6 separate regions of the Mus musculus genome follow, and all the other regions are linked to region 1. A link is a contact called in public HiChIP or PLAC-seq and promoter capture Hi-C data. All regions are on one chromosome and are shown on one strand. Each heading gives the region's core, a stretch centred on a gene start, on an enhancer-like site or on the middle of the called end of the contact. The rest is flanking DNA. Distances are from core to core; before and after follow the strand shown. Region 1 holds the start of Psmc4 (proteasome (prosome, macropain) 26S subunit, ATPase, 4). Region 2 holds the start of Pld3 (phospholipase D family, member 3). Region 3 holds the start of Samd4b (sterile alpha motif domain containing 4B). Region 4 holds the start of Zfp607b (zinc finger protein 607B). Region 5 holds the start of Plekhg2 (pleckstrin homology domain containing, family G (with RhoGef domain) member 2). Region 6 holds the start of Supt5 (suppressor of Ty 5, DSIF elongation factor subunit).

The links. Promoter capture Hi-C pulls out the DNA fragments that hold promoters and counts their contacts. HiChIP or PLAC-seq counts read pairs in DNA pulled down with a chosen protein or histone mark.
Region 2: a contact with region 1 is called in a promoter capture Hi-C map of liver. The contact joins the promoter of Pld3 here to the promoter of Psmc4 in region 1. A contact is called at or near these places in 3 of 39 promoter capture datasets (the C10 cell line, liver and pre-B cells), 1 of 115 datasets of contacts at active chromatin or transcription factors (memory CD8 T cells) and 1 of 9 other capture datasets (liver).
Region 3: a promoter capture Hi-C map of neural stem cells shows a contact between it and region 1. The contact joins the promoter of Samd4b here to the promoter of Psmc4 in region 1. A contact is called at or near these places in 7 of 39 promoter capture datasets (erythroid cells, hippocampal neurons, liver and 3 more), 1 of 484 Hi-C or Micro-C datasets (the HL-1 cell line) and 1 of 115 datasets of contacts at active chromatin or transcription factors (memory CD8 T cells).
Region 4: an H3K4me3 HiChIP or PLAC-seq map of pro-B cells shows a contact between it and region 1, with 5 times the contacts expected there. The contact joins the promoter of Zfp607b here to the promoter of Psmc4 in region 1. A contact is called at or near these places in 7 of 39 promoter capture datasets (the C10 cell line, the HPC-7 cell line, embryonic stem cells and 3 more), 1 of 484 Hi-C or Micro-C datasets (embryonic stem cells), 3 of 115 datasets of contacts at active chromatin or transcription factors (T-cell acute lymphoblastic leukemia, memory CD8 T cells and pro-B cells) and 1 of 9 other capture datasets (adipose tissue).
Region 5: a contact with region 1 is called in an H3K27ac HiChIP or PLAC-seq map of microglia, with 6 times the contacts expected there. The contact joins the promoter of Plekhg2 here to the promoter of Psmc4 in region 1. A contact is called at or near these places in 4 of 39 promoter capture datasets (cranial neural crest, frontonasal cranial neural crest, liver and 1 more), 1 of 484 Hi-C or Micro-C datasets (embryonic stem cells) and 5 of 115 datasets of contacts at active chromatin or transcription factors (astrocytes, embryonic stem cells, memory CD8 T cells and 2 more).
Region 6: a promoter capture Hi-C map of pre-B cells shows a contact between it and region 1. The contact joins the promoter of Supt5 here to the promoter of Psmc4 in region 1. A contact is called at or near these places in 20 of 39 promoter capture datasets (the 3T3-L1 cell line, 3T3-L1-derived adipocytes, the C10 cell line and 13 more), 2 of 15 datasets of contacts at CTCF or cohesin (the NIH/3T3 cell line and embryonic stem cells), 6 of 484 Hi-C or Micro-C datasets (CD8 T cells, cerebellum, embryonic stem cells and 1 more), 11 of 115 datasets of contacts at active chromatin or transcription factors (the SCID.adh cell line, astrocytes, bone marrow-derived macrophages and 8 more) and 2 of 9 other capture datasets (liver and pancreatic islet).

What each region holds. Positions count from the first base shown.
Region 1 is chr7:28,047,734-28,052,689 of GRCm38.p6, forward strand. Psmc4 (proteasome (prosome, macropain) 26S subunit, ATPase, 4) reads right to left here and starts at 2,359. Exons shown (of 11, transcript NM_011874.2): 1 at 2,250-2,359; 2 at 1,371-1,469; 3 at 1,060-1,246. The coding sequence starts at 2,285.
Region 2 is chr7:27,551,283-27,556,238 of GRCm38.p6, forward strand. Pld3 (phospholipase D family, member 3) reads right to left here and starts at 1,936. Exons shown (of 14, transcript NM_011116.2): 1 at 1,716-1,936. 2310022A10Rik (RIKEN cDNA 2310022A10 gene) reads left to right here and starts at 2,008. Exons shown (of 10, transcript NM_175107.5): 1 at 2,008-2,071.
Region 3 is chr7:28,433,686-28,438,641 of GRCm38.p6, forward strand. It overlaps Samd4b (sterile alpha motif domain containing 4B), which reads right to left and starts at 2,506. Exons shown (of 13, transcript NM_175021.3): 1 at 2,453-2,506. It also overlaps a transcript of Gmfg not described here.
Region 4 is chr7:27,686,412-27,691,367 of GRCm38.p6, forward strand. Zfp607b (zinc finger protein 607B) reads left to right here and starts at 2,929. Exons shown (of 6, transcript NM_001112731.1): 1 at 2,929-3,075; 2 at 4,804-4,884.
Region 5 is chr7:28,370,734-28,375,689 of GRCm38.p6, forward strand. Plekhg2 (pleckstrin homology domain containing, family G (with RhoGef domain) member 2) reads right to left here and starts at 1,929. Exons shown (of 19, transcript NM_138752.2): 1 at 1,127-1,929; 2 at 382-512. The coding sequence starts at 490. It overlaps n-TIaat16 (a tRNA gene), which reads left to right and starts at 2,266; the gene lies at 2,266-2,360.
Region 6 is chr7:28,336,685-28,341,640 of GRCm38.p6, forward strand. Supt5 (suppressor of Ty 5, DSIF elongation factor subunit) reads right to left here and starts at 2,035. Exons shown (of 30, transcript NM_013676.1): 1 at 2,011-2,035; 2 at 1,668-1,751. The coding sequence starts at 1,742.

The sequences.
Region 1 (4,956 bases), core at 1,109-3,608:
CTGGATGGCCCTGGGAATCTTTCAATGTGTTCCCAGCACAGTCCTGGTGTTCTCCACTCAACTGTGCTGTCCCCGAGTTGCCAGCCAGAGGACTAAGCCTCGTTCTGGCCCCCTCAGTCACTCACTCTCTCTACCCCACCTCCCTCTGCTCTCACCTAGCCCACCACCAAACCCTGCCCTCATTTGGAACTATCCCCTGCCTAAGTCTCCATATAAATTCCTGGTCAGCAGCCTCCATCTCCTTTCTCCAATCTACTCTCTACAGCAAGACTTGTGAGTGCAGCGGCCACCCAGACATCTTCCACAGCCTCAGCTCCCCACTGTCTGCCTCCAAATCCACCCCTCCAATCACACCACTATCTCAGGGAGCCCCACCGTCTTAAGTCTCACTTTCAAAGACACAGCCTTCATCTTGGATATTACTCTCCCTTCACTTCCTCAAAGCCCACCTGTCCAATCCCACATGGTTACACGACTTTATCTAGAGCCTTTATAAACACACGGCTCAGTCGAGCAGCAGGAAAAGACAGGTAAGACACCAGAATCGTCAGCTACTGTAAGAGCAGGGTATGGATTTATGTCACTAGCATCTGTTGTATGCTGAGTCCTCAACAGAGCCAAACGTCTTTACACACAACCGATGCTTCCAGACAGCAGCTCCATATCCAGCAGCAGTTGTGGCGTTAACTCAGGCGAGGGAAGTGACCACCAGTTTGTTCAACTCAAACAGACTAGAACCACAAACATCAAAGGTACTCCAACCCACATGGTAAATTTCTTCTTGTTTGGAGACAGGGTTTCTGTATGTACTCCGGGAAACATACTAGGTAGACCAGGCTGACCTCAAACACACAAAGATCCTCTTGTCCCTCCGCCTCCTCAAGTGCTGAGGTTAAAGGCGTACACCATCACACTTGGATGGTGAAACTACACGCACACACGTGAATTGAGAGGCAGAAAGAGACATTCAGAAAATAAAGTATGTATCCACTTCTGGATCGGTCAGTACTCTGGCCATTCTATCACCCTGCCTTGCTCCCAGCCTGCCTCACCACTCACCTGTGGTGGAGCCCACGATGGCTGTGTTCTGATCCACAGCTTCCAAGAACTGACCGATGACCAAGGGGATGCTCTGGATCCGCTTCACCTCCTCCTGGGCGTGGAGGAATTCCTTCTTCAGGTTCTTCTGCTCGTCCTTGATATACTCCTCCTGCACTTCCAGGAACTCCAGCTCCTGCTGCAGCTTCTGCACGCACAGGGAGGGCAAAGGGTTGGCTGCAGCCTTGCCGTACCACAGTGGGAGGTGGGGGGGGGGGCGTATGTGATGGGGGATGGGAGGTATGCAGGAGCCAGCTTAGGGTTGAACACACCTTGTAGCGGCTGTACAGGTCCTCCAGGTCTTCAGGTTCGGGTCCCAGAAAGGACAGGCCGGTCTGCGGCCGAGACACGGACAGTGCTGGAATCTCATCCTGTAGACGGTAAAGACAACTTGGTGTTGGAAGCAGAGAATCATCTCGTGAAATCAGCGAAAGCGTTCTTCCTATTTCGCCACCAAGTCACCTATGTCTCCAGTACCTGACATCATTCACTATCTCTCAATAGATACAGGAGCTGCTCAGTCCCCTATGTAGATTGCTAATAGTAGGCCCCTTAAACAAAACTCATCATGAAAGTTTTGCAGCAGCTCCATACCGAACCTTAGCATCCCAGTCCCCTCAAGAGGTTCTAAAAGTCCCATGGATTTTAAAGTCAGAGTCACATTCAGAGTCTCATTACCCAGTTCTTCCCCTCCCCCCCCCAAAAGCTTTCATGTCAGATTCCCAACTCACGTTAAAGCCAAAGGTCACTCAGCCAAACCACAACCAATACTTAACGCCTCACCGTTCACGTCCCAAGCACAGTGAGTCCACTGGTCCCTTGGCCACGAACATACCTAGGCCACGGGGCCCCCATACATCATCCTCCACCTGGTCCAGACCCCAAACCGAAAAGCTAGTAAGCACAGCTCTCCAGGCCTCGCAACCGTTCTGTCTGAAAAGTCTTTAAGTTCAACGCCACTTTCCTCCCGCTCTGCTTTTCTGAGCTTTGCCGCCCTCCTGACAACATGACTACCCCGCCAGGCCCCGGGACCACCCAAAGCTCGACACCGAGGCCTCTGAAACCACCCAGCCCAGAGCTGGGATCCTGAGAACCCCTCAGCACCCCACTCATGTCCAGCTCCCGCTAAGAAACCCAGATCCCCACTGCACCTGAATCTTTTCCACCAAAATGCCTATCTCCTCCATAGTGACCAAGCCGGCCTCAGTGCAGCCCGGCCAGTCACGGCTTCCGCTGACGCCAACGGAAGTCCTTCACATAGAGCATCTTGGGAAACGTAGTTTTTAAGGTACCGCTGCGGGTTGACCTGACGGGCCGGATAACAGGAAGGGCGGGAAACTCTTAGCCCTGGGCTCCGCCCCCAAGATGGGTTCCTGCGCTCTGCGCTCCAGGCGCGCGCGCGCGGACCCGCAAGGATGTTGCGCGTGCGCAGTAACTCTTGTTCTGGCGCCATCCTGCTTCGCGGCCCGTCGCGCGTTGTGAAGGTTTCTCCAGTAGATGGCGCGGCCGAGTTGCTCTTGAAGAAAAGTCTCCAGAGGATTGATTGATTGATTTTAATATTATCCACTTTTTTACTTTCTTGTCTTTACAAAGCCAGCCCCGAACTGAGAATATGAAGATTAATCAAGTCCTGTCCTAACTTGTTAAAAACTCCAGAGCTTTGTTAGAAGGAATTCGCAGACATAACTAAGTATAAGAAACGAGAGGCACTAAAGAAGCCTTTAGTTCCACAGAAGAATCTCTTGACCTTCTCTGGCCGCCACCTGAAGAGAGAAGCAGAGGTCACAGAACGGCGAGGAGCCAATCAGATCGTACCAAAGCTGGAGAAACCGAGGCAGCTGCGAATGCAGATCTTTGCGGAGTCCTGTCGAATCTTTTCTTCTCTGTCCTCTTCACATTATTTTTAGGGGCTGTCAAGATGGCCCAGTGCTGAAGAACACTTGTGGCTCTTCTACAGGACCCGAGTTCGGTTCCCAGCACCCAGGTGGGGCAGCTCACTAGCATCTGTAGGCAACTCCTTCGGTTTCTGCAGGCACCTGCACTCAAGCACACGTCCCCGCTAGCAGAAACACACTTACACATAATTAAACGTTTTGAAAGGATTTTATATTTAGTTACGTGTACATGTGTATATCGGAGTGCGAATTTGTGCACCTGGATTCAGTACATGCAGAAGCCAGAAAAGGGCATAGGAATCTGTGGCACTGGAGTTACAGACTGTGTGCGCCATCTTTTCAGCCTCCTGTTGAGTTTTGATTGTTGTTATGGCTCAGGAACTTTGATATGCTAAGCAAGCCCAGCTAAAATCCTTAGTATGTATTATATTCTCTTCTACAAAGAAGGAAGCTGGTGCCAAGCACTGAAGTCACTTGAGCAACTGGTAAAGCAGGGTTAGAACCTAGATCTGTATTCCTTGTACCAGGGATATACACTACCACACTTCATAACAGCTATAGTTTTTGTTAAGTAAACTTTTTATTGGGGCACAGATAGGTAGCAGGCACAAATCATTATTTTCTAGCTACATAATGCTGCACAAATTGAACGTCCTATCTGTTCTGTATGGTATGGAGAATCTACAGTAGCTCTCACACTGGCTAGCAGGTGGGTTCCTTCCCTCCATCAGTTGAAGAATTAAAAGACAGAAAAACAGTGACCACAAAGTAAAGGTGAAGTTTGTTGGCAGGCAATACAAATAGTTGAGAGAGGCAGCTCTCCAGCTATTAGGAGGCTGTGTTTTTCTTTGGTTTTAAGGTGTCCCGCTGGTGAGTTCCACGCCACCTGTTCTCTGTTGATCTAATGGTGCTTATGTAGCTCTTCTGTAGCAGGCCTATGTCTTGGTCCACTGACATGGAAATAACTGAATTGTTGCCTGGCTGAGGTAAGTGTGGGCACCCCAGCACTCTCTCCTCTCTGTGGTGTAACAGGTAAGAGATCTGCAGTACATTAGAGGGGAGTGGCATATGTCTCAGAGAAATGGAAATTTACTGATGGGGCAAAAGCCTACGGAAACTCACTACTGGAGGCAAAAAGCCATTTAAAACAAGTAGAAGCACCATATAGATGACTCCCCATCAAGGCAGCTGGAAGAATCCCCATGGAGAGTCCCGGGCGTCTTCTTGAGTAATGCTTCCTAGGAAAAGCAAGACAAGCAAGCCTACAGATATCACCATCAGATTGGGTGCTCATAGTCATCCTTCAAAAATCACCTGGAAAGCCCCGGTGAGGCAGCCAGCTGGGCTTCTCACTGGAGAGATGTGGGCAGAGTAATCTCCTGTAGGGTGAGGCTTCCAAAGACAAGAACAAATGCAGGCAGCGGGTAAATAACATCAAAGAGGGCTCGTTCAGCCACCCAGCAGAAACCACTGCAGCCTGAGTTCCAGCCGAGTAGAGGACTCTCACCAAGGCTGAGCCTTTTTGCTTCCCTTTCCCGCTGCAGGTGTTTTTATACCACGGAATAAGCAGCAGCCTCTGGTGGAATTTGTGTGCCCTCCGGCTGTCCACAAGAACACAATGGTCTGCTGTTGCTATTATTTTACATTACATTTTTTTTAATTGTGGGGGTGTGGGAATGAAACTCAGGCAAGCACCTTCATCCATCGAGCCACTTCACTGACCCTGAAACAATATGTTTCTAAGTTCTTTTTTATTCATGTGTATGAGTGTGCACTATGTACATGCATGCCAAAGCTCTTGGAGATCAGAAGAGGGCGATAGAAACCCCAGAACTAGAGTTACTGGCAGCTGTGAGCCACCAAGTGGTGCCAGGAATTGAACCCAGGTCCTCTGGAAGAGCAGAAAGTGCTCTTAACCATTGAGACATCTTTCTCTCTTTCTCTCTTCCTTCCTTTCCTTCTT
Region 2 (4,956 bases), core at 686-3,185, 500 kb before region 1:
AATAAAAGGCTAGAGCCTGCAATTGGGCAATAGGAAGAAAGAGGCAGGCCTTGAGGATAAAATGAGGGGTCTGAGGAGAGGCCAGGGTAGGAAAAGGAAGGAAGGATAAAGGAGCCCAAGGAAAGAGGCCTTCAGGACTGGAGATGGACCATGAACATGTGGCCAGGAGAAATAGACCCCAAAAGCAACCCCAGGAAGATTCAAACAGCACGTAACAAGAGACTTACGGCAGAGATGTACAAGAGACTCGCGGCAGAGATGTATGTTAGAATAGTTCCAAAACCTGCCCAATTTAAGTTTACAGCTTGTAAACAAAATGCCAGGACTGTGTATCTTTTATATAGGCTAGCTAAAACATAATAATTCATTTTTACAAACACCTATAGGCAGAGGTAAGAGGATCAGGAATTCAAGACCACATATGGCTACATATGGAATTCAAAGCCTGCCTAAGCTACACAAGGCTCAGCCAACAAATGAACAAACGCTCAGAATTCACATTTTCCTGGTAGTGTCCCCATGCGCTTTTGTTGTTGTTTGACAGTTTCGTGTAGCTCAGGTTGGCCTTGAACTTGTAATGTATCAGAGGCTGAGGTAGAGATCCTCCTGCTTTAGCTCCTGGACATTGGGTTTACAGACACACAAACCTGTTGGCTACTGTGCATTTTACAAATGGGAAAGCAGGAATTGGAGAGGCATGGTTTGGTGGCCTGGGTTTCCCACAGGTTTAGGGGTGAAGCTGGGACCCTGGGATACCATAGAATACCATATAATATCCCACACCATGGAAATATGTGAAACGTGTACCCACAGAGGAGGGAAAGCTATAAGGCTGGGTGGCTCCTTGTGGGTAATGCTGAATACAGATGTGTTAGTGGAGAGATGGAGACACCAGGGCGATTTGAGGGTAATCTAAGGGGAGATGGAAACAGGAAGTACAAGAATAACTGGTATGAAGAGATTTAGGGGAAATGGGGGTTTCATGAAGGAGATGTGTGGGTGACTAAGACAATGATGACAGAGAGACCGGCTCATCAGTGCTTGCAATCCCCACACTCAGGAGGCTGAGCAATTGGATCTAAAATTCAAGGCCAGCCTGAGTTGCACTGGTGACTGAATGCTAATCTCCCGCACAGGTACCCAGTGCTAACAAAGATGGAAGAGTGACCAGCGGAGCACTGGGGACAGCAGGGGCGTGTCTGAGCTGACATACTTTGAGGTTACAAGGAGACCCTGTCACATAAAAAGAGAAAACTGAGCATATAAGGCCAATCAGGGCTTAAGGGGAATGAAAATGAATAAAAAGGACAATGTTTGTGCTGAAGAGATGGTGCAGCAGTTAAAAGCACTTGTTGCTCTTCCAAAGGACCTGAACTAGAAAACCCAGCATTCACATGGGATGGCTCACAACCATTCGTAACTACAAATCCAGGGAATTAGACATCTTCTGATCTCCTCGGGTAAATGCAGTCACAGATACTCAATTAATTGTAAACAAACAAAAAAACAAAAATTACTTCTTAAAGGAGGGGGCGATGTGAGAGAGGTCATGGCGTCAGAAGGGGAGGGGTGGTGACGATTTAAGTGGGGTATGATTTAAGAGAAGGGATGAGGGCACCTAAGTGGGCCAAGGACGATATAGAAGAGATGCATTATAGACGAGAGGGTGACACAGGGAGGGCAGCCAAGGTGTCGCGCACCAGATCGCACAGTACCTGCACGTCAGAGTCTTCTACTCCAGAACCTAGCCCCGCCTTCCCGCCCACCTGTGCGCAGGCGCAGTCGCGCTAGACTGCGGGCAGGGTGGGGGCTAGACTTGATCCTTTCTGATTGGCGGCGTTCTTCGCGACCGAGGCTCTGTGTTGTCATGTGATGGTCGCCGCCCCACACTCTCTTGCTGGTTGGAGGCTAGGAGGGCTAGAGCGGCTGGTGGAAGGTGCAGTCTGGCTTCCGGTATCAAGGGCAGGACTTCCGGGGCGGGCGGCCCAGGCCGAGGGAGGAGTGTCTGACAGTTGGCGCGACCCGGAGGGCGGGCGGGCGCCTCGTGGGGGTGCGGGCCCCAGAGTGCCAGGTGAGGTGCGGGACTGGGACGGAGGAGGTTAGGGATGGAGATACGGGGTGGCCGGGGGTCTGGACTTCCCGCGCAGCCCATACTGTACGATCAGATAAATGATTTCTCTTTCTGAGCCTCAGTTTCCTCTTCTGTACAATGGGGGCCCAGAAGCTGACCGTAGAACCCGTGTAATGGGACGTCAGGTCGTGCACACCCGTTCTGCTCTCAGAGCTCTCCATGTTACTCTTCCATCCTCGTTAGCACTGATGATGGGTACCCGCGCGGGAGCTGCCCGAGCTAGCAGGCCAGCGGGTTTGGGTTCTAATCCCAGCTTCCCTTTGCAAGAACTGGGCCTGTGTCATTACCTTTCTGAGCCCAAGTTTTCTCTGTTTAGTGAAAACCGATAATCTCAGGCTCCTATGTTCGTCGTGTGGATCCTGATGAATGTCTTTGGCATACCAACAGCTCGGTGGATCGGGATTGTAGCTGAGAGTTCTAACAACATAGAGGAGGGAAGCCCAAAGGAAGCAAAACAACAGTCAAGAAGATTGTTTGCCTCTTTCCTGAGTCCTGAAATAGCGATTTAAAATAATGACTAATGCATGTTCCTCAATTTAAAAGGGGGCATTTTGCATTGTTATCCTAGCCAGGAGAAGGGAACCTTAACTTGAAATACAATAGAAATAGAACATTCCTCTTCATTTGTGGGCAGTAAATGAAAGATACTTGAAAAGTTGTTTTGTTTGTGTGTTTGTTTGTTTATTTACTTATTTATTATTTTTGAAGCTGGGTCTCTGTTTGTAGCTCTTTCTGTCGTGGAACTCACTACATAGACCAGGTTGGCTTTGAACTCACAGATAAACTGCCTGCCTCTGCCCCTCTACCCAGTGCTGGGATTAAAAGCCTCTGCTATCATGCCAGGGTGGCTAAATAGTCTTATATACTTGGTTTCCACCTCACATCTGCATGCAACTTACATTAGGTCTACAACTGTCCCAGTCTGTCACTAGTTTAGTTCAGATTTAATGAATACCTGTCAGACGTAGTTGTAGGAACTTTGAGTTTGCTGTTTTAACCCCTCTAATATATATATTTTTTAATTTTAAATGACATGTTTTATTACACTGTATGTAAAACCAGAGGATAGCTTGGCCTGGTGGCCTTTACCTACTTAGCCTACTTATCTCTCTGCCCCTCCCCACCTGCCGCCCCCCCCCCCCCCAGGAGAAAAGCAGAGGTACTTGTTTTTAATTTTTTTCCCCATTGATGTACCTGCCCATGCATTTCTGTGGAGATTAGGAAAAGTTTTGGGAGTCAGTTCTCTTTCTCCGAGTGGGATGCCGGTTCAGGCGACAGAACTCCTGTTGTCTGACTTGATGGCAGGCACCTTTGAGTAGGTTGTCCTATCATTTACTTTAAAGTCCTGGCAATGGAACCCAGGCCAGGCACACGCTAGGCAAGTGCCCCACCACTGAGCAGTTTCCCAGCCCTCGGCTTTTTGAGGTAAGGGCTGTCCACGGAGCACACCTGGCCTGGAACTCAAAAGCCTCAACTTCCCAAGTGCCAAGACTGCAGGTACCTGCTGCTATGATGAGCAGTAGTGGGACCGTCCTTAAATGGCTCCAAGAGGGGGAGTCCCAGAAAGCAGAGCTACCTGCCTGAGGTCAGGGTTGGGTCTAAGTTCCCCTCCCCCCTTCCTCTCCACCTTTCCACCCCTTCTTTGGCTTTTTTGAGACAGGGCCTTAGGCTTTTGCCTTGACTGTCCTCAAGCTCATGGTGCTATTACACCGCCTCCTGAATGCTGGGATTCTAAAGCTGTAAGCATGGTTGGTGCTTTGGATTCAAGACCTTGAAGGACGTAGCATGTGGATTCTGTAAATGGTATTTCTAGAATTGAGTTTTGAGAGCTGTCTTTTTTTTTTTTTAAGATTTGTTTATTTATTATATGTAAGTACACTGTAGCTGTCTTCAGACGCTCCAGAAGGAGTCAGCTCTTGTTACGGATGGTTGTGAGCCACCATGTGGTTGCTGGGACTTGAACTCAGGACCTTGGGAAGAACAGTTGGTGCTCTTAACCACTGAGCCACCTCACCAGCCCGAGAGCTGTCTTTTTAAAAATGTTAATTTTGTCAATTTCCTCTATTCCGAGAGTCAGTGCAAGAGATGGACTTTTAAAAACACTCCTCTGTGTTTGTGTGTATGTCCGTGTGGCTGAGCATGTGGTACCCGCCTGCAGATGCTAAAGTTGGATGTCTTACTCAATTATTCTTTACCTTATATTTTAAATCAGGGTCTCTCACTGAACACGGAGCTTACCCATTTGGGCACACAGGATGGCTAATGAGCTCCAGGGATCCTCCAATCTTCACTTCCCCAGTGCTTGGCTTTATAAAAAGTGGGTGGTGGGGATTTGAACTCAGGTCTTCATGCACAGTACTGACTGAGCCATCTCCCCAGCTGGGGACATGAACTTTTAAGATGGTCTCTTTCCTTTTATGTGTGTGTGTATTTACCAGCCTGTCCATACTTTGCACCATGTACATACCTGACGCACTTGGAGCCCAGGCATGTTGGAGATGGAGTTACAGGTGGTTGTGCCTTGCTCCCAGAGTGCTGGGAACTAAACTGGGTCTTCTACAGGCGCAAACCATGTCCTAAGCACCGAGTCATGTCTCCGGCCCCCAGAAACGGATTTTTTAAATCATAGGGAGAAGAAGCTTGGCACCTGGGAGGTGGAGACAGGAAAATTGTGAATTCATGGCCATCTTGACTAATTCAGGAGATCTAGCTTCACCATGGGACCCAACCAACCAACCAACATGGCGTTAGGAGCTGAAATTGAGTTTAGCAGTGGTGACTTCAAGGCCCTAGACTTCTGGTTTAGTATAGCGGAGGCCTTCCAA
Region 3 (4,956 bases), core at 1,256-3,755, 390 kb after region 1:
TCCTTGGGAAAATGAGGGTCTGCAGCAGGGCTTAGAGGCACATTTTAAGCACTCTTTCAGGGAGACTTTTTATTAGAGAGAGAGAGAAAGAGGGAGAGTATGAGAGAGAGAGAGCAAGCCTCTTAGAAGCAGTGGTTCTCAAACTTGAGAGCACACATCATAATCACCAGTAGCATTTGTTAAAAACTCAGATTGTTGAGCTCTGCTTTGAGGTTTTCTGATTAAGTCTGAGTAAGACCCAAGAATTGGCATTTTCCAACCAATGCTGCTGCAGGTCTAACTAACCATATTTTGGGAGCCACTGACAGAGGGAAAGGGAGTGCTTCAGTAATGGGTCTTCAAAAATGAAAGGAAGAAAGTTGAAGTGAGTCCTCAAAAAGTTTCTAAGTAGGTGTTGAGATCTTTCCACTTCTGAAAGGAGAGACCTATGGGGGTCATGTCTAAAAATAAAGGAAGGAAGGAAAGAAGGAAGATAGGTAGGTCAGTCAGCTGGTCTATTGAGAGAAGTCTTCAAGCACTAGGATTCCAGAAGTAGAGGAAGTTTGGGAAGGGAGAGTCTGAAGGATGCTGGGGCCCCTGCAGAAATAGTGGGGGAAGTAGGCTGAGTATCCAGAAGAGTTTATAATTTCAAAGGACTAAGAATGGAGGGATAAGAGAAAGCAAGAAGAGATTTAGCCTAACTGGGATTCATCTGACAGATTCCTGAAATAAGACTGGGGATGTCAGAGAAGAAAATTGAGGGTGGGTTTCCAGAAAGTGCTATAGATTACCGACACGGGGCTTGGGAGAAAAATCTCTAAAGAATGTCTTAGGAAGTGGTCTTCTGAGAAAGGTCCTGACAGAGGGATTTTTAAATACAGGGTAGGGTAGGCATTGGGGGGCTTTATGAGAAATCTCAAGTTTAAAAACAAACAACCCCCCCCAAAAAAAAACCCCAAGCATATAGGGCTGAGGGAAGAAGACTCCTAATGAAGACCTGAAAGCATTGGAGTAGGTTTTCCACAAAGAATTCTGGGTGTTCAGCTATACTGAAGAAAGATTAGGTAGGTATGCAAGGCTTTCTAAAGATGGTTCTAGAGAATTGGGGGTGGGGGAGATTCTGAGGAAGAGATAGCTAGAAAAGTCTTTTAATAAGAAAGTCTGAGAAAAAGAAAGAACTAAAGGCCATCTCAGGGTTACTAAGTTCTGTGATGCATGGGGGTCCTGAAAGCTGTAGCTTAGAGGGGTGTTTCAGTATTGTAAGGAAGAGTGTCAGAAAGTTTACCAAAGGCTAGAAAGGGAGTTTCAAATTTTCAGGTTATCCAAGAAAAGTTTGAGAAGAATAGAGGCTATGAGGAAACTTTTTTGGAGTCCGTACACTATTCTTAAAACATGTGGTGTGTGTTACTGGAAAGGATTTGGGATACAGAAGACAGGCTTTGGAAGAGGTTTTGGGAATATGAGAGGAACTCTGGAGATTTTCAAGATTAGAAGGTGTAGAGGCTGAGGAGAAAAGGGCTGGGGTACATGAGATTACCTCTAGAGCATTCCAAGCTGGGGAATATTTGTGTAACATGAGTTTGGAAATCTATAGAAGGGTCTAAGAAATATGAGAAGAGGACAGGGCGTATATAGGAGGTGGAAGCAAAGAGAGGAGAGGAGAGGGTCCTCTAGGTGAGTTTTGGCATCTAAGAGCACTTCCTGAGTATCTGAGGACGACTGTTCTGGGATATGCAAGCTCTTTAAGGATGATGTAGTGTTCACCAGGGACATCCTGAAGAATTTGGGGATAAGAGTGAAAATCTCTAAGACTTTTGGAATGGGGAGAGGTAGAAGGGTAAATTCTTGGGGGTATTTGAAGAAGTCTGAAGGAGAGATGACTTGAATATGTGATGCAGATGGGGGGGGGGTTAGATGCAGAGAGTATCTGGGGGCGGTTTAGGGGCTTTAAGGTTCTTCCTGGGGGAGATGCCTGGAATATCTGTGCTGTGAAGACAGATGACGAGTAGCCACCAAGGAATGTGTTGCGATTCAGGAGGAAGATGTGAGGAGAGAACCAAGGACCAAAGGGCGGGGATCCACAGGGAGCGTCCCCAGAGGAGGCAGTTGAAAGCTGAGGGTGGTCTCCGGGGAGGCCGCTGGAGTCGTGCGGGAGGACCAGGCAGATGTGTGCCGAGTCAGGACAGAAGTCCCCGGGCCCGGCCCCTCGGCTAGCCCCAGGGCGTGACGGTTTGGGAGGGAAACTGAGGAAGGGGCCCGGGTAGGGAGAAACGGGCTGAGTGCGGAACCCTAAGGGGTCCTCCAGGATCCTCCGGCCTCCCGAGGCCCGAGTCAGCCGCCCGCCGCAGCCCGCGGCGCGGGGTCCCTGAGGGGGCGGGGCCGGCCGCGCGGCCTGGGTCGCCCTGAGGGGAGCGCCGCGCGCCTCGACCGCCGCCGCCCCGCGCCCGCCGGCCCGGCCTTGCCCGAGACTCACCGCCTCGGCCTCCGCCGCCGCCGCCGCCACCCGCACCTCCTCGGGCAGCCGCCGCCACCCGCGCCGCTGCCGCCGCCGCCGCCGCCGCCGTCGCCCCCTCTCTGGCCCGAGAGCTCCCCTCCCTCCTCCCGCACCGACCACCGCCGCCGCCGCCGCCGCCGCCGTCGCGCTGCGTCACCGCGCCGTGCGTCACCGCCCCTGGCCCCGCCCCGGAGGGCCACTGTGCGCCAGCATTAGCTCACACCCTATTGACAGACGGTGAGCCCAGCCAACTGGCGGCGAGGGCAGACCGAAGGGTGGGAGGTGTGCGGCAAGAAAGGCGGGGTCTTGGCCTGGAGGGGAGCGACAGGGCTGGAAGGAGGCCTGAGAGGCCCGCCCCCTCCTCACTACGATTGGTCTGACGAGAAGGTGACGGACAGACGGACAGGCCCCGGGCGGAGAGCAGAGGGCCGGGAAGAGGAGGGGCGCGCGCCGCGTTGCCCCGGGCAACGGTCTGGCGAAGCCCGCGATTGGACCTACGGACCCGCAGGGGGCAGTCTCGCGCCGGTCTAACTCAGTAGCGGCGAACCCAGTCACAATTCCTCATTCTGGCGTTCAAGGACCCCCTCCTCTCCGCCCCTCGGTCACACCCCGCCCAGGGTTTGTGTCCGGTAGTACCATCGCCCTTTGGGATGACAATGCTGCCTCCTGGCTCCTGGTATCGATCGGCCGCGCCTCAAGTGACACCTCAAGATGAGCGAGGTCGACCCTTTAAGGGTGGAAAGAGATAAGACCCCACACATAAGAGGCTGTCAATAAATGGAGATTGCTTCCATCACTCTTGTCGTGATCTTAGTCCATCCACAAACTGTCCTGCGCTGGGGTGAACTGACTGGAAAGGGGCCGGCTCTCCAGAAGGGTGACAGCAACGTGGCTTGTTCCGAGAACTCCAAGAAATACAGTCAGGGTGGAGTGTCGAATTTACGACAGGGAGTGGTAGGAAATGAGCTGCGGCTAGATGTTTGGCCACTGGAGGGAGTATGCACTTGTGCTAAAGGCACAGCGACTAGAGTGACGGGGCCAGTAAGGTCTTGGGGACTTGGGAGTTTGGAAGGGACGCCTCTAGCTTACATAGGGAAGTGGGGTGAGAAGGAATGAGACACAGAAGAGAGAACCCAGGGAGCTACCTGGGGAGTTGGGGCGGGGTTGCATCTGGAAGGGACCTTGGGGAGGGAGGAGGTGCGAAGTAGGCGGGACACTCAGGTGGCCCATTGAACTAGCCTTTTGCCACTGGCTGGCCACAGGGCGGAAGAGAAAAGTCCAGGACAAAGCCCTCTGGGAGATTGGGTCCCAGAGGAGAAGCTCAATGTGGGACAGCCAACACTGAGGTCAAGACCATTGCCCCACCTCGGGCACAAATTGAGGCTGGAGACCAGGATTTAAGGATCATTAGAGATGGTAATTGAGGTTGTGGGAGTTTGTGACCAATCCCAAGGAGGGTATGAGGGGTGAATGGAGACAAGGCTCAGACGGAATTCTGAGAAATGAGGGCACATGAGTTGAGAAAAGAAATGAGTACTAGACCAACATTGTGAAGATGGCACAGGAAAGAGTTGACGGGAACTGGGCTTAGCGGCGCGTCCTATCCCAGCAGAGCATTTCTGTAGGCTTGAAGCTAGCCTGGTCTACATATTGAGACCCTGAACTCGGGAGGCAGAGGCAGGTGGCTCTCTGAGTTCAAGGCTAGTTTTGTCTACAGAGCGAGTTCCAGGACAGCCAGGGCTGCGCAGAGAAACACAGATATTTTAAGTCTTTTTTTTTTTTAAGATTTATTAATTATGAGCACACTGTAGGTGTCTTTAGACAGACCAGAAGAGGGTATCAGATTCCATTGCAGATGGTTGTGAGCCACCATGTGGTTGCTGGGAATTGAACTCAGGACCTCTGGAAGAGCAGCAGTCAGTGCTCTTAACCACTGAGCTATCTTCCCAGCCCACTCCACCTTTTTTTTTTTTTTTTTTTTTTTGGTCTTTGGAGACAATGTCTTTTTAGATATTCATGGCTGGCCAAGACTCCTGCCTCAGACTCCTGAGTGCTGGGGTTAGAGATCTGTACCACCACACAAGCTAGAGAGGGAGTTCTTTGTTTTTAAAATAGAAGAACTAAAATTGTATGGAGGCTTAGGAGAAGATTCATCAGGGGTCAGGGAGAGATCATAGGAAGAGTTGGGAAGACTGAAGAGGTACCTGGCAGGTGGGATGGAGACCAGTGATGGGACCTGCCCATTATTAAAAAGGGGAGCCAGCACAGAAAGTCAAGTGGAGCAAGAACTTAGAAATATTTTTTTTATTTCTTCACTAAAATACATATGGTTTTCTCATAAGTTACTTTGCCTTTATTTCTTCTTTATAGAACAGGTGGCTTTATGAATTGATTTTTTTTCCAAAATTTGGGCATATAAATAGGTCACATTACCCAGGAATTGTTTCAAGGGAAGGGGAACTTGTGTATCTGTGTGGGACACT
Region 4 (4,956 bases), core at 1,679-4,178, 360 kb before region 1:
CCCAGGCCCACTGAGCAGGGTTCGGCTCATGTCCACCTTGCAGGTAGTTCTTTCTCTCCATGAGGTGGGGTTAGGGTAAGGAAATCCTCTAGTCCAGGCTTTTAAGATGTTTAATTTTTAGAGCGTTTTAAATTTTTCTTTGTGTCAGCCTCCACAGCAGTCCATGTGAGCACTAGCCATGTAAGCACGGGTGTGCTTGGGAGCCGAGAGTGAGCGTCAGACACCCTGGACCTGGAATTTAACGTGGTACATGGTGTGTAAGTTGCTTGGCATAGGTCTTGGGAGTTGAGCTTGGGTCCTCCTCAGGTCTGCTGGAGGATCAGCTGCTGAGCCACCTCTCCTGCCCTGGTAGTGTCATTATTAAAGAGTTGCAGGTTTGCTGTTTAAGGCAATGCTGAAGCGGATTGTCTTTTTAAAACTAAGATTATTATGCAGAAGGGTGGTGGTGTAGGCCTTCAATCCCAGCACTTGGGAGGCAGAGGCAGGTTGGTCTATGTGACTATACAGAGAAACTCTAAAAACAACCAAAGAGTTGATTAGAACGGTTATTAAATCCATGGATAGACCACAGTGTGGCAGAGGCTGTAGGAGAATCAGGCCCACTAGGCAGATGGAAGGAAGCATATTTGTTTTGTTTCTTTGATTGATTTTTTTTCAAGACAGGGTTTCTCTGTGTAGCCCTGGCTGTTGAAACTCACTCTGTAGACCAGACTGGTCTTGAACTCAGAGATCAGCCTGATGCTGCCTCCCAAGTGCAGGGATTAAGGCATGGACAACACCGTCCAGCACTGTGAGGGCCCCTTCTTATACTTATTACAGGGAGATACCCCATGGCATGTGATTGTCAGGTAACCTACAGTGTGTGCTTGTAGTTGGGTTTCTGATTCCTGGACACCAGGTGGTAAGGAGGGAGTCTGTTAACCTGGGGCCCACATGGAGAGGGTGCTAAGAGTTTCAGGGAAGAAGTCTAGGAAAACAAACTCCTGGAGGGGAGATATAAGGTGGCTTTGTCACATGGAATGAGGGACTCCACTCTGGTCTGTCGGGCCTCATGTCCTCGATTATTATAAAATGAACTATTTTTAAAATATAAATGTATTTATATCACAGTGTGAAGTAATCTGGTGGTTGCATTTCTTTTAACTTTTGTTAGTCCCCAGTAACCACACAGAGAAACAAAGCTGCACCCAGATACTGGGCAATTATTGATCTATTAATCCTAATCTGGGCAATTATTGATCTATTACATCCTAATCTGGGCAATTATTGATCTATTAATCCTAATCTGGGCAATTATTGATCTATTAATCCTAATCTGGGCAATTATTGATCTATTAATCCTAATCTGGGCAATTATTGATCTATTAATCCTAATCTGGGCAATTATTGATCTATTAATCCTAATCTGGGCAATTATTGATCTATTAATTCTAATCTGGGCAATTATTGATCTATTAATCCTAATCTGGGCAATTATTGATCTATTAATCCTAATCTGGCTACCTGCTCCATCCCACGTTGCTTGCATATTATCACAGATCTGGTTCTTTGGGATTCAGATGTTTTTTTCTCATGGCATCTTTTCAGACCCTCTCCTCCTCCTGGTGATCTGAAACTCCCTCTCTCATTCCTCCCCCTGGCTGGGAGACGTGCTGCCCTGTTTTCTCTCTGCCCAGCCTTTGGGCAATCTGCATTTATTGTCAGGGCAGAGAACAAATGGTAAGATTTTGTTTATAGAACTTGAAACACGAGAGTTTTTTTTAAAAAATCTAAGTATTACAATGTCATTTTCAGATAGAAACAAGAGGTGAGGGCAGAGAAATGACCATTTGAAAACCCCAAGGATAACCTTTCCACGGGGCACAAAACCATTCTGACCACAGTTCATCTCAAACTCAGGTGCTCCCGTGGGCTTAGTGGGATGGAGACTTCCGTGAGCTCCCGACTGCAGCAGCCGGTGCCTTTGTGGCCACAGCACTGTCTGTATAGTGGGTTTCAGATGCACGGTTTCCCCATAGATCTGGCTCTGTAGATGGCCTATTGGTCCAACCGAGGATGTGAAATCTGAGCGCTAAAGAGGGTTCTTCATCGGGTGTCCTGAGCAGACTAAGGGACAGCCACAATGCCGCTGTGTAACGGGACATGTTCAACAACTTCCTCAGCAGGACAGGCGCATACTGAAGATTTGATATGCCATCTTAGGCAAATGGGGGCTGGGAACAAGGTGTTTGAAGCTGGTGTATACTGTGGCTTCTGGTTGCTGTGAAGAAAAGTTCAGACTCCCATAAGCTGTCTTCCCGGCAAACCTGGAATTCTTCTTCTTTTTTTTTTAACTTGGAATTTTTATGATTCTGTTTACTTACCTTATGGTTCGTTGAGATCTGATATGAGATTTGGGTATGCGGGAATTGACTTGCTAAAAGGTCCTTTGTGTAACAATCACAAAAGCCCTCCTGCGAAGCTGTTAGCCGTTTAGTTCAGCTCACCAGAATGGATCCCTCTGCTTCTGGGAAGCCTAAATTCATTCTGCAGTGTCCCTCTTTCTTTGATCGTTCAGAAAAACCCAGAACACTGACAAAGTCCCACCAGAGCACAGCGAGGTGGAACCCTGCAGTGGGTCTCAGGCAAAGCGTATTCAATTACATCTCGATCCAATTTTACTTCCTAGCCTGCGTTTAAAACTTAGGCTCACCTGTCTTCTCCACAGGGGTGAAACCCAGTTACTCACAGAACCCGGAAGTACACACACACACAGAGAGAGAGAGAGAGAGAGAGAGAGAGAGAGAGAGAGAGAGAGAGAGAGAGAGAGAGAGAGAGAGAGAGAGAGAGAGAGAGAGAAGGGCACCATCCCTGGGAACTCCCACAAAGCACAGGGCGCAGCTGCCAGATGGGCTGGCCCAGGTTGCATGCTGGGATATCCCAGAACTATGAAGCATTATATTTCTTGTAGTTTGGGACAAGGGGACTACATTTCCCAGGCAGCATAGGGTCGGAAGTAGATAACTTCTGGTGTGCAGGCGGAGCTACCCCGGATGGTCAGGTGGGAATCAGAAGTCACTGGTTGGCCTCCACAGAGTAAGGCGGGAGACCGCAGGCGGGTGTGGGTGTGGCGAATGGGTGTTGATGTGTGGGCGTGTAGGAACTGTGGTGTGTGTACGTGTGTGTATGTGCGTGTGTGTCTGTCAGTGTCTAACTGTATACACACCTTGAGCTCTCTGCATAATCTGTGTCTCTTTGCTTGTCGCTGTCTGCTCCTGCTTTCTCTCAGGGACACAGGGACTAAAGCAGAGGACCAAGCTTCAGTAAGGGGAGGTCAGGTGCGGGGTCTGAAGGGAAGCTTTCCCCGAGGCTCAGACTTGAGCTTAGGGCTATAATTTAAGGACGGGGGTGTCGTCTAGGAGGGAGGGTACTTGTTGAGCTCCGTGACTGTCTCAGAGCTCTGCCGAATCTGAATATCGAGGGAAGAGAAGGAAAGTTCTCACTGAGGATGCTCTCAAATGTAGTCTGCGATCTCATGTATACTCGGGTTCCCTGCTTAGGCCATTATTCAAGAGGGAGGCTGGAGAATAATGAAAATATTATCGCTACCCATCTAAGATTCAAGAGTGAGTGCTCTTTTCGGTTTGAGAACTGAGGTTTTAGTTTTAGAATATAGAATTGTTAGGAAATGAAGCAGGAGCATGCAAATTTACAACTGCACTATTGTCCTTAGTGTCCCCTCCCGTTCCAGCTAGTATTCACATTATCATTTCAGTGACCCTTGATGTCTTCTGTCGACAATCCCATCTTTTTCCCAAGCTGTTTTCCATAGGGACCTACAGAGGTTAGCATTAGGGCTTTCAAACGCTGCTGTTCTACATCTGATTTCTATTTCCATGGCATCACAAGACAGGAAAAGAATGCAGTCGATAGATGGTCTGTTCGCTTGTGAGGATTTCGGGAGTGGGAAAGTGATAGCACTGAAGGACTTCATCTAACTTATATTTTTGTCACGAGTACACTTGCCATCTACTCTCTAAGACTTTACAAACTATTAATCCCAGTCACCATGTTTCATGACACATCTCCCAACTCTCTCGCTTATGGTATAGATCTACCTCCCACTCTCGACCCCGATGCTGCACATCCAGCCTCCGCCACTCAAACCCCAGTAACCGGCATCTTACTGTTCCTAGGAGAAAACAGCTTCAGATTCTACATGACTGAGACCATGGGGGTCTGTCTTTTGTTTAAAGATGAAGTATTTGTCTTCAAAGTTATGTATGTTGGGTTATGTGTCCATGACCACAGGTGCCTCTGGAAACCAGAGCTATAGGCTTCCCTGCAGCTTGAGTTCCAGGCACTGTAGCTGTCAGGAGACTGAACTCGGTCCTCTGGAAAAGCCATAGTGGCTCTCAACCCCTGAGCCATCACCATCCCCCGTGCTTGCCTTCCTCTTTAGCGTATTGCATGTGTGCATCCATTTTGTAGTAAATGATTCACTGTGCGTGAGCCCCATCCTCCATGTGCTTGGTCCATTCGTCTGCTGGTGAGGTCGCGTATCACTGCTATGGAAATGATGCTGGAAGAGCGGTGGGAGTGTAAATGTCTCTTGCTGATGCTGATGTTATTTCCTTTTTTTGGTTTCCACTCCATAGTGGGATGGATGGATGGATCAGGTGGGAGTTCACTGTTTACAGTGACTGTATGAATTTACATTCCTTCCAGTAGTGTGAGTTTTCCTCCATGTGCTCCACGTTATATTTTCTTTCTGATACTAGATACTAATTTTAACAAGATGTATTTCTATCTTTTGTTCTTGAGGGTTGTGCCCACCAGACCTGTGCGCACCATGCATGTGCCTTGAGAGGCCTGAAGAGGGCGCCAACTCCCCTGAAGCTGGAGGTAGGGACTTTGGTGAGACAGGATGTGAATCTTGGGAATCGAACACAGGTCTTCTGCAAGAGCATAAAGTGA
Region 5 (4,956 bases), core at 679-3,178, 320 kb after region 1:
TCACATAAGCACAGGCCCTTTATGTTCAAGTCCAAATTCCTCACACGCACGGGGCCCCATCTAATGCAGCCATGGTAGAACCCTTCACCCAGTTCCCTTTCCACCACTCAGCTCTCAACAGCCCCCCACCTCTTCACACTCAACTTTGTCCAGTTACTTAAAGGTGCAGCTGTGAGCCTCTGCACATACTGCTCCCTGCATGCAGAATTCTTCTTTGAGTCCAACTCCTTTCTCCTGAATTCTCAGCTTAGCAGTCTCCTCCGTGGTGACAGGGCTGGGCTATGTTGGCCATGCTCAGCACTAGGCCAGCTATAGAGGGATGCTCATTGTCCTGAAGGAAGGGACAAATGCCCACAGGCTCCACCTGTCTGGGCTGCTCACCTGTTGGAGTGTCACTCACTGCTGCGCAGTCGCAAACTTCACCTTGGTGGCCACACCCGAGCCTAAGGCTGGGTTTGGGCAGGCTCAATCCCCGGGCTCCCTCGGGCATGATTGAGTGGCACAACTCCGACCTACAGAAGAGACCCACTTCTTGGGAACTAGACTTCACCGGTCTCTCGGCCGCTCCTACTCACAGATAGGGTGCTGGAAGCTGATCTAAACTCAAGGAGGGGCCCCAAGAAGATACAAAGTGACAGGAAGAAGGGGCTGAGAATACAAGCCAAAGATGGAAAAAGGTTGAGACAAAGAACGAAGACAGCAAAAGTGCCTGAGTCTGCAAGTCCCATCTGTCTGGGGGCCCCCCTCCCAAGGCTCAGGGATCCTGGGAACTCTCAGGCTCAGGCTGAAGCTGAGGGCGAGGGGCAGGGCTGGGAAAAACCGTGGGCGGGAGAGGCCGCGGGGTCCCAGGGGAGGGCGGAGGCTGGGGGACCGGATGCCAGGGTCCTACAGACTGTTCCTTACCCCGCCCAAGACGGCGTACTGGGGCGCTGGCCCCGAGTCCTCCACCCAGCTCCAGTCGGTCCCTCGGCGCCCCAACCGCGGTCCCCACCGTTGGATTCTCCCCTGTGCAGTTGCAGCCCCCAACTCCAGCCGGCGCCTCCGCTACCCCCCGCCGGCACGCCCCCTCATTGTTCCGCTTCGGCGCCGCCCCCTCCCCCAGCCCCGGGCCCCTCGCTCCCCTCACCTCCCGGGGAGCCACGGGCCTTGGGGTCGGGAGTCCCGCGCGTCTGGACCGTAACGCGCGATCCCTGGGGAGGCTCACAACCCAGACTTAAGGTCGTGAACTTGGGGTTCTCGGACTCCAGAATCCGGGGAGAGTTGGGATCCGGAGTCCGAAGTCTCGGTGTTCTAAATAGAAGATGCTGCAACCCTCTACTCGAGTCTCAGACCAGGGCGCTGGGGACCCAAACTCCTCAGTCTTCTAGGTAGGGCTGTGTGTTGTCGGGAGCACCGGGATTCCAGAGTTTCCAGAACCCGAGGGGCAGGAGTGAAGTCACCTCCGGGAGGGACCGCAAGGACTGGCTAACTCCTCGGTCTCCTGGAGGTGATGGATGCTGCAGCCCTAAGTCGAGGCGCGAGGTCCTGTCCCCAAGTGGCTCCAGGAGGGGGTCTTGGACTCAGAGTTGGGACCCCGTGGGAAGGATGCACGGCCACAGATCCTACGGTCTTCGAAGCCGGGTACGGGACGGGCCTCCAGCCTCGGGGCTGACTTCCCGAGCCCCGGGCTCCTCCAGGAGGGGGCGCTGGACATCAGAGGTCCCGGCCCCTCTGCGGGAGCCGGGACTTGCGGGTCTCTTAAAACGCGGGACAGAGTTCCCGGACGCCTGGGCCCAAGACTATGAACGCCTCGGGCTCCGGGATGAGTGTCCTGGGGCTCTGGGGGCAGCGGCAACGCCGCATCTGGGGCGGGGAGAGTCGGGTCCCAGATGTGGGGCGGGGGGCGGCCGCCCAAGGCTTCTCCTCCCCTTTGCCGCCGCCGCGGCTCACATCCTGTTCCCGCCTGCTGGGGGGAGGGGCCGCCTTCCGGCACGCCCTCCCGTAAAGGCTTTTAAAATCCCCGCCCCCTACTCTGAATAATTGCAAGCAAGCGGTTCCAACGGCGAGTCACCGCCCACATTCCAAGAGCCTAGAGCCGGGAGGACTTTTTACCTTTTACAGCAAGGGCCCAGGAGGCGTGAGAATCTGGAATAGTCTCACACTCTTGTTCTTATTGGTCGATCGGCGGGCTTTATATTTGCATATGCAATGTTGGGCCGAGCCGTTCAACAAAGTCCTGCGACTACAACTGACTGAAGGACTTTGTGGCGCGAGGGTGCGGCCGGAGCTCCAGTGGCGCAATCGGTTAGCGCGCGGTACTTATATGTCAGTGCTAGGCGTAAGCGATGCCGAGGTTGTGAGTTCGATCCTCACCTGGAGCACTTCTTTTTTTAACTCATCTACCTCTTTTCTGGTGTTCTCTCATCAGTTTAGAAGTCTTCACATTTTATAATTTCAATCAAATGTTTTGGCTTGTTTGAGACAGGGTCTCACCATGTAACTCTCTGGCTGGTCTGGAAGTCATTATGTAGACCGGGCTGGCCTCGAACTCACAGAGAGCGCCTGCCACTGCCTCTGCCTCTGCCTCTGCCTCCCTAGTACTGGTATTAAAGACGTGCGTCACTGTACCCGGAAACTACAGAATTTTTGAAGAATGAACATTTCTTTGTGAATTTTTTGCAATGGTCTGTGGAACAGTCCCAAAGTTGCAGTTTCTATTCTGGTCGCCAGAGGGCAATAACGTCTCTTATTAGATGGCCTGGGCGTCAGATAAAATCCAAATCTCAGATCCCAGGGATGGATGGATGCTTACAACACACTCTTTATGGATATTTGTCTTCTACAGGTTTCTGAACAGATTTTTTTTTTTTTTTTTTTTTTTTTTACTGACCACTCACTAGGAACTGTATCCTCTGTCTCTGAGGACTTGACTTTTTACTAAGGAGACTGAGTACTGAAAGTCTACGAATTAAGTACTTTTTTTTAAAATTTGACTTTCCCTATGTTACCCAGACTGGCCTAAACTCCTGGCTCCCTCACCATCTGGGAGTGTAACTGTATCGTTAGATTAGCTACTGATAAGTATGGATAAGTAGGGTGGGATGCAGATTATCATAGCTGTCATGGATGGACTGTTTTTATTTTATGTGTATGGGTGTTTGGCCTGCAAGTGTGTCTGTGTACCATGTTCATGCTTGGTGTCCAAAGAGACTGGAGGAGGGCGGCAGATCCCCTGGAACTGCAGTTTCAGAGGGTTATGGTGCAGGGAATCAAACCAGGTGCTCTGTCAGAGCCGCCAGTGTTCTTAACTGCTGATCCATCTCTCCGGCCCCAGGGGAGATCTTTGAACAGACAGACACCTGGAGGAGGGGAAGGAGCCATGGGAACACCAGAGAGATGTTCCAGATAACACTCTAAGGCTGAAGATGGGTGTGTTCGTGGAGCAGGTGAGAAGAGGTGGGGGTGTGGAGATGCAGGCTGTTGGCTGTGGTGAGGATTTTGACCTTTGTGATTTGCCTCTGGTGTTCTAACAAGCTTCCGGGAGCAACTTACTACACAGGTCCTTTTAGAACTGGATACTAGTAAGGTGGGCTTTCGATGAGAGGGCCCTGGAGGCTGGAGTGAGCTGTAGTCTTGGCTGTGTCTCCGGAGCAGGTCTAAGGGGCTGGTGTCACAGCATTCCTAGTGTCCAAGGAGGCCAGGAGAGGACTCTGGATCCTGTGAAATTGGAGTTGTCACCTGTCATGTGGGTTCTTTGCAAGAGAAGCAAGCCCATTCTCTTAATCTCTCAGCCATCTGTCCAGGACCTGGAGAGGTTATATACTTAGACCAGGATTTTTTTGTTGTTGGTGGTGGGTTTTTTGTTTGTTTGTTTGTTCTTGGTTTTTTGAGACAGGGTTTCTCTGTATAGCCCTGAGCCCTGGCTGTCCTGGAACTCACTCTATAGACCAGGCTGGCCTCGAACTCAGAAATCTGCCTGCCTCTGCCTCCCAAGTGCTGGGATTAAAGGTCACTACTGCCGGGCTAGACCAGGGTTTTGCAGACGCTGAGCAGGCACTCTGTACTTAGCTACACCCCCAGCCCATGGTGAGTGAGTGAGTGAGTGAGTGTGTGTGTGTGTGTGGTGTGTGTGTGTGTGTGTGTGTGTGTGCACGTGGAACATGAGACTTTTTTTTTTTTTTTTAAGTTTTCGAGACAGGGTTTCTCTGTGTAGCCTTGGCAGTCCTGGAACTCAGTCTGGCCTGGAACTCAGAAATTTGCTTGCCTCTGCCTCCCAAGCGCGCCACCACGACCGGCTAACGAGAGACTTTTTTTTTAATTATTCTTTTTTTTCTTTATTTTGTTTATGAGTATACTGTCACTGTCCTCAGACACATCAGATTCCCATTGCTGTGGTTGTGAGCCACCATGTGGTTACTGGGAATTGAACTCGGGACCTCTGGAAGAGCAGTCAGTGCTCTTAACCACTGAGCCATCTCTCCAGCCCCCGAGAGACTTTTTAAAAGGCACCAGTGCCAGGGTAGTAGCTGTGTGCTTCTGTTTTCTAGTGTCCCTCCGTTTCTTCCTCTCAATGTCCAGTGCTTGCTTCTTACCTCTACCTTCCGGGTGCCTCGGGGAATTTTGAGTTTGTTTCCCTCACCCACCCCTGTTCTACATACCAGGGCCCGAGCTCGGTCTCACAAGGGAGGCAGTTTCCTGGGAGAGGAGATCAAAGGTCAGCAGAATGGAGTGAAAGAGAGGCAGGGTGAGAGGAAGAGTGAGGTTAAGAGTATACAGTTAGGAGGGAAGCAAAGGGTCTAGCAGGGAGGGCTACAGTGGGAGCTCATTTCAAAAACAAGCGGAACAAAAGTCTCAGGGGCTAAGAGACAGAGGGGAAACGGGGAGGAGCTACAGCAGTGGGTGGGAGGAGATGGGGAGAAGAAGAAAGAAAAGAGGAGGGCGGAGAGGGAGGAGGCTGCGAGGAGGGGAAGAAGCGGA
Region 6 (4,956 bases), core at 785-3,284, 290 kb after region 1:
GAGAAACCGTGTCTCAAAAAAAAAACAAAAAACAAAAAAACAAAAAACAAAAACAAAAAAAAAGAAAAGAAAGAAAATTAAAGTTAATTTACAGCTTCGTAACACAGCTTGGTGACAGAGTACCTGCCTAGCATTTGTGAAACTCTAGCCCAAAAACTACACAGAGAGAGAGAGAGAGAGAGAGAGACTAGACTCTCTCTAAATGCTCAATTAAATAAAGCATAGCTCAGTGGCAGAGTTCATACTTAATGTGTACAGAGCCCTGAGTTCTATCCCCATAATTAAAAGAAGGGGGAAGGGTCAGGCATGGTGGGACACATCTTTAGTCCCAGCATTTGGCAGGCAAAGGCAGGTAGATCTTTATGCGTTTGCCAGCCTGGTCTACATAGCTAGTTTTAGGCCAACTAAGGTTACACATAGTGAGATCCTATCTCAAAAAGAGAAAGAAAAAGAAGGAAAGAAAGAAAGAAAGAAAGAAAGAAAGAAAGACAGACAACCACATGATTTACCCCCTCTCTTCCGGTAAGTTCCCATTCAAATGTCACTCTGACTTATTCTGATGGCTTCAAAGTGCAGCTAGGACCCTCTACTCCCTTTTTGTGCTTGGATTTTTCACCAGAGTACTAGAAAGAGTTATCTCAGGCCACGTATCCTTAATTCACAGCTTGAGACAAGATGTGATGAGATTTCCTATTTTAGGCTGTCCGTGCTGTCATCTCAGGAATCTCATCACTTGGGAGGTAAAGGAAAAACAAAGGCAGCTCTCAGGAGGCAGAGGCAAGCAGATCTGAGTTCAAGGCCAGCCTGATCTACAGAGTGAGTTCCAGGACAGCCAGGGCTACACAGAGAAACCCTGTCTCGAAAAACCAAAAAAGAAAAAAAGAAAAGAAAACAAAACAAAACAAATAAAATCCAAAGTATACATATTTCAGATCTTGGAGGATTTTTGGATTATTTGCACATACACAATAAGGTACCTTGGAACGGGACAATACATGAAATTCATATATCTTTCATATATACTGTGCACAGTCATTTAACACAGTATTTTTAGTGCACTAGTGTTGACTTTGACCTGTCATATGTGGAATTTTCCATTCGTAGCATCGACAGAAGACTAGAAAAGTTACAAAATCATCTGGATTTTCACACTAGGATGCTGAACCTGGGAGTCTCTCATATTTACTGGCTATATTTATTCACAGTAGCAAATTCACATTCACCCATCAGTTGTCGATTTACATTTTAAAATCTGTTAGCAGGAGCCCAAGGACAAAGACTTGTACAGGCTGGCACACAGTAGGCAATACATACACACTTCTGGAACAACTGGGGATACCTAAAAACACAAACACGAAAGAATCCTAAGAGCTGGGGCTGTCCACCTAGCAGGGCCCTGAACTCAATCCTAGCATCGCAAGTGATAAAAAGTAAACCGAAAGAAACAAATCAGATGAAAGCCAACCGTGGACCTGGCGCACCCCCACCTTCTGGACGCTGCCCCTGCGCTCCACGCTGACTTGCACACTCGTCCATCTCTCCCGACAATCTGGAACCACCCTCCCCCCCAGCCGTTCCGAGTCCCCGGCTCCCCCAGGGCCCTCTCTGCCCTGCCCCTGTCCCTGTCCCCAGGCGCAACGTCTCCCCTAAGAATCCCAGGCACCGACCTCGGCCTCCTCCGCCTCGCTGCTGCGCTCGCTGTCCTCCTCCTCGGAGAAGTTGCTGTCTTCGCTGTCCGACATCTTCCGCAGCTGCAGAGGAAGACCGCGGCCTCAGGGCGTCGCGGAACCAAAAGCGCCACCCCCAAGCCTCAGTTTCCCCGCAAGGTAAACCGGGGGAGAAAATCCCCAGGCGCACTTCCGGCAGCCTGGTTCAGGCGGTCGCGAACCCGCGTTGTTCGGGCTATGGCAGCTAGCACACCCGGCCCTGGCTGCGGCCGGCACACGTCCTGAACCTCCGCCAGCCCCGACCCCCGCTCCGGCCCCTGCCTGCCGTCCCACGCCCGCTCACCGATCGCTTGCCACCTGAAGCTTCCGCGCCAGCTGCGGATCACACAACGCCTAGCTGGCCTGAGCGCTCTCTCGCGAGAACTGGCGCGTCAGTCTCACCTAACGCGAGACTTTAGGGGCCTGCTCTGAGGGCGGCCTCTTGGAGCCGCCATCTCCGGAGTGGCCAAAGTGGTTTACGCGGACTGTACGGCCGCCATCTTGAGAAGGTCGAAAAGTAATCGGCTTCTCCTAACCCAGAGCTGAATCGGGTGAACTGTTGGCTCGTCCGTCCTCTAAACTTCCCTCGGAGGTGTCAGAGGTGACGGGACAGAGATTCGGCTTCACACCGCCACCCTCGGCATTCTGAGGAGTTCCCCTAGATTTTTAGGGACCTAGACTCAGGTTAAATCCGAATTCCTGGCGATGCTCAAAACAATCTCAAAACTTGTTAGTTTAGCGCGGCACAGTATTGTGTTATTAATGATCTGGTTTGTTTGTTTGTTTGTTTGTGTGATAAGGCCTTACTTTGTAGCCTGGCTAAATCTCAGACTCACAAAGATAAGCCCATGTCTGCCTCTGCCTCCCTGGTACTGAAATTAAAGGCGTGTGCCACCATGCTTACAATGAAAGACACTTTAATACGGATTTAAGACTGAAGGCGGGAGCTGGTGAGATGGCTCAGTGGTTAAAAGCGCCTACTGCTCTTCCGAAGGTCCTGAGTTCAAATCCCAGCATCCACATGGTGACTCACAACCATCCATGACGAAATCTGATGCCCTCTTCTGGAGTATCTGAGGACAGCTACTGTGTACTTACATATAATAAATAAATAAATAAATCTTAAAAAAAAAAAGAAGAAGAGGAAGAAGAAGAAGAAGAACTGAAGGTGGACAGGCGAGCCAGGAGTTATGCACAAAACCATCACATTTATTTAATTCCGGACAGCCAAGGTTACACAGTGAAACACTGTAACCAAAACAAAACAATAAAACCTAAACTGGAGAGTTGGCTCAACCGCCAAAGAACGCTGGCTGCTGTGGAGCTGTGGTCAATTTCCAGCAGCTCACAACCCGCTTTCACTCCAGTCTCAGGGGAGCTAATGCTCGCCCTCTTCAGGCCTCGGCTGACATTGAATATCCACAGACATAAAAATTCAAGACAAGCCGGGCGGTGGTGGCGCACGCCTTTAATCCCAGCACTGGGAAGGCAGAGGCAGGCGGATTTCTGAGTTCGAGGCCAGCCTGGTCTACAGAGTGAGTTCCAGGACAGCCAGAACTGCACAGAGAAACCCTGTCTCGAACCCCCCACACACAAAAAAAAATTCAAGACAGAAAGTTAATAAAAGCAGCATGCTTGAGCAATCTAGATGGCTCATCAGATAAAGTATCTTGCTGAGAAACCTGACGATCTGAGTTCTATCCCTGGAACCTATATGATAGAAGGAAGATAGCCAAAAAGTTTTCTTCTGACCTCTGCATCCATGCTATAGTTGGAATACATGCACCCACTCATGTATGTGTGTATACATGTGTGTATATGGGTATATATACAATACATACACACATATATAACATTACATATGCATATAATATATATACAATAAGTTTAAATTTTTTAAGTCACGTGCTTCAGCTAGATATGGTGGTACCTACCTTGTAATACTGGCACTTGGCAGACTGAGGTAGGAGAATCTGAAGTCCCAATGGATCTAGACTACAAAACAGGACCCTTTCTCAAAACAACCAAATGGGAGAGGAGGAAGAAACAGTAAATTCCACCAAACTACTGAAAAGCACAAATTAACTTCAAAAACCATGTATGCACAGTGAAAGCAAAAGACGGTGGGATCTGGCAGAGGGTGTGATCCCATCCATACAGAACTCCAGAGCAAGCAAAGCCTAGCTATTCATAGGGAAAGCAGAGGAGTGGGTGTCTGAGCGCATGAGATGAAATGGAAGTCTGTCAGTGTCTGCCCGGGTGGGAGCGTTCACTGTACCTGGAGCCTTTTACTGCGTAAATCAGTGTCTGCCCGGAGGTGACCCGTTCAGGGTCGGTCTGAACTGCGCCCATGGAGTGAGATTATACAAAATGTTTAACGGATGGGAGCAGAAAGCAAGGGGGAGCAGGGTGGGCTGTTGCATTGACCAACCATATTTTTCTTTACAAGGGGTTTTGTTGGGGAAAAAGGGGGGCGGGGGAGGCCCTGGGGAAGAAGAGGGGGAGAAATATGCCACATCTGGCCAGAGTTCCTGTGCTCTGGGCAGGCGAACACGGGGAGACTGCCAGGCGCTTTCCACACGGCCCCGGGTGGGCATCTAAGCCTCTGACCCACGCTGCACACTGGTGAGAGTGGTGCAGCAGATCTAGATAGAGCAGAGACTCTCTATGGTTTAAGAGCTTTATTATAAAAATGCAGGGAGAAAGAGAGAAGGTAGAAAAGGAGAGAGAGAGAGAGCGAGAGGGAGGAAGAGAAGAGGAGAAAAAAAGACAAAGAGAAAGGAGAGAGGAGAGAAGACAAAGAGAGGGGAGAGAGAGGGTGAGAGTGAGGGGTAAGAGGTAAGAGTGGAAGAGGTAAGAGAGAGAGGTGGGGGCTGAACAGCCCTTTTATGGTCTTCACTGTTGCTAGGTAACTGGGGAGGAGTTTAGCCTGAAGGTCAGAAGCTTGGGCCATTGCTTACATGACTTCTACTGACCATGCTTCTCTTGTGGGGGGCTGTGGGATGCGGTAACTTAGGCAGGGGCCTGAGTTCCAGGAGCATGAGGGAATGCCTACCGTGTCATGTGGGTGAATTATCACCATTGGGGTTCAGACCTCAGCTCGACTGGAGGCCAGCCTGCAATTCCCCACAGGGTTAAGCAGGGAAGTTAACGGTGGTAATTGGGCCATATGCCAGTCACCTAGTTTCAGGGTCCTTGGGTCAGTTTTGCGTCAGGTCCCCTCCTGGACTCTGACCTAGAACAAAGGAGT